Regions from separate parts of the Mus musculus genome. Here region 2 is linked to region 1. The links are chromatin contacts, called in public Hi-C maps. All regions are on one chromosome and are shown on one strand. Each heading gives the region's core, a stretch centred on a gene start, on an enhancer-like site or on the middle of the called end of the contact. The rest is flanking DNA. Distances are from core to core; before and after follow the strand shown. Region 1 holds the start of Plcxd3 (phosphatidylinositol-specific phospholipase C, X domain containing 3). Region 2 has its middle 170 kb from the start of BC037032.

The links. Hi-C and Micro-C count contacts between places; a contact is called where the count stands out from the background.
Region 2: a Hi-C map of the N1E-115 cell line shows a contact between it and region 1, with 2.5 times the contacts expected there. The contact joins the enhancer-like site here to the promoter of Plcxd3 in region 1. A contact is called at or near these places in 1 of 39 promoter capture datasets (embryonic stem cells), 1 of 484 Hi-C or Micro-C datasets (the N1E-115 cell line) and 2 of 9 other capture datasets (adipose tissue and liver).

The regions. Positions count from the first base shown.
Region 1 is chr15:4,373,470-4,377,352 of GRCm38.p6, forward strand. Plcxd3 (phosphatidylinositol-specific phospholipase C, X domain containing 3) reads left to right here and starts at 2,022. Exons shown (of 3, transcript NM_177355.3): 1 at 2,022-2,346. The coding sequence starts at 2,244.
Region 2 is chr15:4,193,347-4,196,958 of GRCm38.p6, forward strand. No RefSeq gene overlaps it. Among named protein-coding and RNA genes, the nearest start is that of BC037032, 170 kb to the left of the region's middle. Within about 2 kb of position 1,930, at least 1 of the 459 cell types and tissues checked has an H3K27ac peak or open chromatin away from gene starts, as enhancers often do. A contact at or near this core is called in the N1E-115 cell line, where this site is marked.

The DNA of each region.
Region 1 (3,883 bases), core at 772-3,271:
TTATGATGGTTAACTATTTGTTCAAATACTACAGTAGAGGCTGCTATGCAGATGTTTGTAGATGAAGTAGCTTTTATAGTCATTTTGAATGGAGCAGATTACCTGCCATCATATGTATTGACCTCATCCAATCAGTTGAAGGCCTTAAGAGCAAACACTGAAGTTTCCCAAAGAAGAGGCAATTCTACTTTAGGACAATCGTCTTTTATAAACTGTTTCCTAAACTTTTTAGGACACATCCTCACAATACATTTGGATAAAGAGTATTTTTGAAGTACATCTTACAGAACAATACCTCACAGGTTGCATAATTAATTGACCACCCTGGAAAGAATACTTTCAAAGTCTAGAATAGTCTCCAAATAGACAAGGAAAAGTGAGGGTGCAGATCCTGCTATTTCAGCAAGCACACCTGAAAGTGTCACCACAAGTCTCTCAGTAGTCATGACTGTGTAATGGAAAACACAGGACTAACAGGCACTGGAGGACTTTGCTCACACACAGTGTGGCTAACTCTCCAGTGTGATTCTGAGTTGCTGCCTCAATGTGTTACCCTTAAAACACTGGCATTAGTCAGAAGAGCGGGGCTTATAAATCTCTTTGCCAACAAGCAGAGATGATTCGCATTCTAGCTAAAAGCATACAAGGATGTGCTGTGCTACCGAGAATGTAAAGAGTTCTCTGAGCAGAAGTTTCAGTACATCTCATCCTCATTCCTAAAGATAGACCAACCATGTCTTCAAGACACGATGGACTGTTTCCATGGGGAGAGTAAGAAAATTTGATCAAAAGAGTTAGACATCCTCTCTCCTCCCTCTACCTTCCCCCAAAGTAATTTCGAATAGATAGGGAATTTTCTTTGGTCACAGCATCCTTGCACAAAATAAAAAGGCTCTGGGGCTTTTAAAATGTTAAATGGGTTTACTGAACTGAAATGATTACTCTCATGTTGCTCAGTGCTGTCTCTCCAACCTTGATTCTAATTTCTTCAGCCTAATAGGATTTCCTCTGGGAATAGAATTTACACGTCCCTCCATAGGAAAGCCAGCTCCTTTTGCCCATCCTTAGTCTCTGAGTGGTAATGGCCTAGCACATGGTCACTCTGACTCATACAGTCCTGTTCAGGCCAATGCTGGTCTTGCCACATTTGTAAGGTTAGATTCTTTCTCTTTCTCACTGCGGAACAGGTGGACCCAGACATTTCTCTGGAGCCACATGAGCGATTTCTCTCTGGAGAGACACATCTCTTTAGTCTGCCAAGGAATGAAGATCCAAACAATCACATAGATCACTTCAAGTGGTGCCAAATACATTCCACCAAATGCTACTGGCAGTAATTACAGCATGTCATTGGGAGACGTGGTTCCTTCCAGTCCCAGACTTTCATCTTTTCCTGAGTGCCGTGAAACCCAGAAAGGAACTGCATCAATGAAGGTCTTCACAACCTGTGGCAGTGCCCCTTGACCCGTGAAATGCCTGGGACCAGGGATTAATATAGAAGAGAATATACTGTCCTTCCTGCTCACCACGTGTATCAATCAGCTCCTTAAAACATCAGGCAAAGTGATAAATAAAGACCTCCATTTTGTATAAATAAGTCGGAGGACTCTTTGCTGAGAAAGGGCACACTCTTTTGTGGCTTAGGGAAAGGAACACTCTTTGGGAAGAATGGAAAGTGTTGAGAGCCAAAGATGAATTTGCTCTTCAGGAGGTAACAACATGCCAAAGTCTACCAGGATTTTTAGATTCGACCGCAAGACTGCCTTTCATGCAAACTGGACTAGGAACTCTCACCAAGGGACAGAGAAAGACGAGGGACAAAGCAGCTCGGAAAACGAAGTTTTTAAATTTTATTTTTGTATGTTTGTTTGTTTGTTTGTTTTAAGGATGAAGGACTAATAACAAGAAGAGGTGGGAAGCTGCAAAATGGCAAAGAAAGGCAGAGCCACCTAGGAGGGGTGAGACGGGAGGAGGGAGTCTGGAGGGAGGGGAAAGAGCAGAGAGCAGAGCACGGACGTCAGGAACAAAAGCCCCGGCAGTGGAGTCTGGCAAGGCAAGGAGGGAGCATGGGGTGTTTTTGAATAATTATTAAAATGAGCATGTGTCTGCGCCATCCTGTGGGTGTGGCGCAGAGCGGAGTGTAAACTCTAGCGGGGCCGAAGCAAACATTGGCTTAACGGCAGCAGCTGCCAGCCTGTGCCTAGGAGTGTGGCGACTAGCGCGGCGGCAAGCAGACCGGCACCATGGCCTCATCTCAGGGGAAAAACGAGCTGAAATTCGCCGACTGGATGGCAACTCTGCCTGAGAGCATCCACAGCATCCCCCTCACCAATTTAGCCATCCCAGGTAGGTGCCCACTGCCCCTGCCTCGCCCTGCTTCATTTTACACCCAGTGCTAACTTCGCCTGTGTCTGCGGGAAGGATGCTCATCCAGGGGGTGGGTCCCCGGGTTTTCCAAATCTTGGAAGACCCTGGCACGGGGTGTCAAGGTGACTGCTTCCCCTGGGCTTCAGAAGCAGACTGTGTCCGGAGGGCTGGGGCAGAGGAGAAGGTGGTTCCAGGATCGCTCCCTGAGACCTTTTTCTACGGTTTTCCTTGAAGATTCTGGCGGGGGCTGGGGAGTAGGCAGGTCAGGTTCCTTAGTCTGTGGCTCCGTGGTGCGCTCGCTATGGGAGGGAGCTGGCTATCTTAAGAGTTCGGCTCCAGAACGTCACTGAGACCATCGCTGGCATGGACTTGGGAGAATTTGATAGCTTTGCTGTTAGAATCTACTGGAATCATTAATATTCGTCCCCAGTCTCCTTTAAAGAGACAAAGCGCTTTCTGAAGAGTGATGAAAGTTCGGGATCTGTGGTGGCAGCAGGATCACTGTCCTTGACAAAGAGCTGAATGGGGCAAGAAGCTGAAAGCAAGCCTTTCCTCATTGGCTTGGATGGGGAGCGAGTCAGTCTGGTCAAAGAGCTGCTTAAGGCAGAGCTCCTTGGGTCGAGAAAGCAGACCCTTGCACATTTGCGGCTCTAGACAGAAGCCAGGCAGTGAGACCGTGTGAGGCACAGTTTAGAGATGGGAATGATGAACAGATGGCCCTGGAAAAGGTGACCTAGCAGGTAGTCCGGAGGAAAGCAAGCAGGGTTTAGAAGGGTAGCATCAAGATGTGTTTGTATGGTGTGCATGGCTTGGACCAGAGCACTGGCCAGGTTTCCAGGTCAGAGCACACAGTAGTCCCTAACTCAGGTATCTAAGAGAGAAGATTGTTTCTGGGCAGTTTGTGAGTGCAGCAGCTGGAGAAATGCTTACATTTCTCTAGCAATTTGGCTGAAAGTGTGCACACCCATTCTTACCAGACTAGGCTGGAGGGCAAATTACTCGTAGATAATCAACCCCTGCCCGGAGTGTAGCTGAGTTTTTTAAGTTCAACCTTCTGGTCTACTTCCTCTGATCTGCTCTATCTACGCCTGCCCCTGCCCACCAACCCCTTCACCCCACCCCAGGGGAGAAAACATGATGGAGTTTAGAGGAAAAGAGTCGAAGTGAGACTTAAGAAATACGAAGACAAGGAAGAAATAAAACAGTTTTCTGGGGGAAAAAAACCCCAGGGTCCAATCAACAAGCATTGGAACTAACCAGTAACAACTCAGTTGTAGTGGATGTTTAGTGGCAAGGACAGGCACAGGTTGTTGAAATCTCCGTCCTCAGAAAAAGGTTGTCCCTGCTTTTGCCCTTTCTCAACAGATGACTTTCTGGGACCTAGATATCTCTGCCAGAGCACAACCCAGTTTCTTTCTGTACATATTTTATACCCATGAGTCTGGGCATTGCTCTTCTGAAGGAGTAGAAAGCACACAACTTTGCTAGTGAAAACTCCACTCTCCCTTCCACAGGC
Region 2 (3,612 bases), core at 680-3,179, 180 kb before region 1:
GTGTGTGTTTGGCTGTGTGTTTCTCTTCTTTCATTTTGTCTGGTGTTAAATTATTTATTTCCTGTGATTTGTTGGGTGTAGTTAGTCTCCTTGGGTTGGGGTTTTTCTTCTAATTTTTTCTGTAGGGCTAGATTTGTGCATATTGTTTAAATATGGTTTTGTCATGGAATATATTGTTTTCTCTACTTATGGTGATTTAAATTTTGCTAGGCATAGTAGTCTGGGATGGCATCTAGTGTTTCTGCTGAGAAGTTGTGTATAATTTTAATAGGCCTGCCTTTATATAACACTTGCCCTTTTTCTCTTGTGGCTTTTACTATTCTTTGTTTGTTTTATACATTTAGTGTTTTGCTTATGTGGCAGAAGTATGTTCTTTTTTTGATCCAATCTATTTGGTGTTCTCTAAGCTTCTTGTTCATTTATAGGCACCTCTTTCTTTAGGTTAGGAAATTTTTCTTCTATGATTTTGTTGAAAATATCTTCTGGTTTGTAGGAGCTGGTAATCTTCTCCTTCTTCTATTCCTAGTATTATTGGGTTAAGTATTTTCAGTGTCCCAGATTTTCCGGATGTTTGTGTCAGAAAAAATTTTTTGATTTAACATTTTCTTTGAGGAATGTATCAACTTCTTTTATCATAGCTTCTTCCTCTGAGATTTTCTCTTCCATCTCTTGTATTCTGTTGGTAATGCTTGTGTCAGCTGTTTTTGTTCTTTTACCTAGGTTTTCCATATCCAAGATTCTCTAAGTTTGTGTTTTCTTAATTGCTTCTATTTACATTTTCAGGTCTTAAACTGTTTTATTCATTTCCTTCACCTGTTCAATTGTGTTTTCCTGTGTTTCTTTAAGGGATGTACTAATTTTCTCTTTAAAGACTTCTATCATCTCCATAAGGTTGGATTCAAAATCATTTTCTTGTACTTGATCTGTGTTAGGATACCCAGAGCTTGCTGTAATAGGATGCCTAGGCTGTGGTAGTGCAATATTGCCCTAGATCTTGTTGATTGTGTTCTTATGCTGTCCATTAGCCATTTAGGTTTTGTTACTATAATTTTAGATACTGATTTCTGAATTTATCTCTGTTGAATGGGTATTTGTGTGGCCTGTGTGAGCTCTGCGGGTTTAGTTGCTAACCTTGCCTCTTGGGTCCCTAGTGCCAGTTTGGCCTGGGGTGCCTGGCCCAGAGTGGCCTCCAGGAATGCAAGCAGAGTCATAGGCTGAAAAATGGAGTATAAGGGACAGGGTGAAGTCTACTGCTGTGTATGCTGTAGGGGGACTTAATGCTACTATTCTCAAAGCATATCTTTCATCAAACACTTTAAGTTGAAAACAGAAAAACCTATTAATGCTAAATGTCATATACTTTGTTTCATCTCTTCATTAAAAAACTCATCTTCCATCATTCAGACAAAACATCTAATCTGACAGCACTGAACAGTTTTAGCAACCAATGTGTCTCTTTTATATTAAATTTTTTTTCAGATCATTGATGTGTTTTCTGATGGAAATGGAAATCAGAGAACTGTTTAGTCTTCTTCCCAGATGGCCCTGAAAACAAATTCAACTTTAGTTTCCAGTTGTTACATGAGGACATTTGTACATGTGAGAATCATTGGATGTAATACGTTGGAAAGTCCTACATTGAACAGTTCTATAAAAATGCAGGTTCTTTCTGTTACTAACTTACAGTGCTCTATACTAGGGAATCTAATAGGCCTTTCTGTGTTAGTTAAAATTTTATTGCTATGATACTATATTCAATGGAGGATAACTATAAAAGTCTGGATATTGAAAGTCCAAACAGAGGCCCTTTACCTGTGTTACCTAATGGAGAATTGTTATAGTTAGAGTGTTTTGGACAAGCAGATACATTTTTAGATGGGAAACCAGAGAGAAATATTTGGTGGTCAGGGTCAAGATTTTATAACAATGCTCACAAAAGAACTCAACTTCAGAAAACCATTATTCCCTTCCAAGGTGGTAGCTACAGTTACTGATGGATCTCTCACCGAAATGTACCTTACTATCCCCACAGTGCAATGCTAAGCATCAGATCTCTGACAGCAAGATCACCGGAGGCAAACCATATCCAAGTCATGGCAGGATGTAAGAGATGAACTCTCCTCCACCAAAGAAGGTTCTATACTTCATGAGTAAAAAATAAAATTTTAGAAAGGATTTCATGATACATTAAACATTTTAAAATTAATTATATACACACTATAAAAATAGTGTCTTCTTGAAGATGGTCTCCACTGATGAGGGCCAGAGGTTATAATTGTCATAGGGTAAAATGGAATCCAAATTCTTGTTAAAATATGTTACCAAGTAAGTTGGGTGTTCGTGTGTTTGTATGTGTGTGTATATACAAAAGAAATGGGAAGAAAGGAAGGTTACTAAAATTTACTCCTCATATATTCAGCTAACTATATTGATTTATGACATTAAGTTTTTTTTTTCAGTTTACAACACCATTTGGTCATCTGACCTCCTTATTCTCTTGAGCATTAAAACATTTCTACCGCTGGTCTTTTATGGACCTCACTATTTCATTGCTCTCAGGCAGGGTTTGTAATTGAACTACTATCACTTGTCCTTTGCTGTGGAATGCTTTGCTTTTGCTATGATTGACTAGATAATACGGAATGAAGTACTAGATGTACCCTGTTTTGGTTGTGAGATGTCTCATCACATAGATACTTTCAGCTCACACACATAACATATTTATCTTTATCATTTGCTAATAAGCAGGGTTTTGTGATGTTATAGTCATATATTATTTATGGGCAAGAATTGTGTCTCATTGGAAATTTCATTAACAAGAGGAGGACAACCTGAGTACTGTTTCTTAGTGATTAAGACAGATCTAATCTGGATGATGTCAATGGGATACAAAAGTTTGAGGATCATCATATGACTTGCCATGGGAAACTGTGGAATCACTTTTCCAAAATTCTTGTAAGAGTGGTTCTTCAGCAAGTGCCCTTTAGTCCTCCCATCCTGAAAGACACCTGGAAATATCTGGAGACAATTTTTGTGTCATGATAGGAAAAATGCTGTTGGTATCAAGTACCTGGAGGCCAGAGCTGCTTCTAAACACTATTTAGTGAACAGAACAGCTCTTCCCTTTCCAGGAAGTATCAGGAACAAGATGTCAATAATACCAAGGTTCAGCAAACCTGCCTTTGAGCCCAATAGCTGGCAGGATGAATGGGGAATGAAGTACAAGCTTGGGTCAGATCTATCCCACACAGACTGTTTTAAAAAGTCAGATTTAATGAAGATGAAGTATGATTCATAGAGTTCCTGCTCTGAGAATACAAAGGCCTCCTTTCTCTTCCTTAACTCTATATTAATATTGCTCATATTTCACTACATTTGGTGTTCACTTCTCTAGATAAGGGGAAAGATAATCCAGAACAATTATTGGCGTGTCACATTCCTGTCATGGTCCAATCTACTGCCACCCCAAACATCTGGAGAGGGCTGCAAATTATACCCCTGGCAACTTCCATGTCAACTTTGAATGAGGAGCTTGCAGAAGGTATAAACTGTCTGTGTCCAAAATATGCAGATGTCAAGGCAGAGCAACTGCTCAATAACAGACTGAGTTTC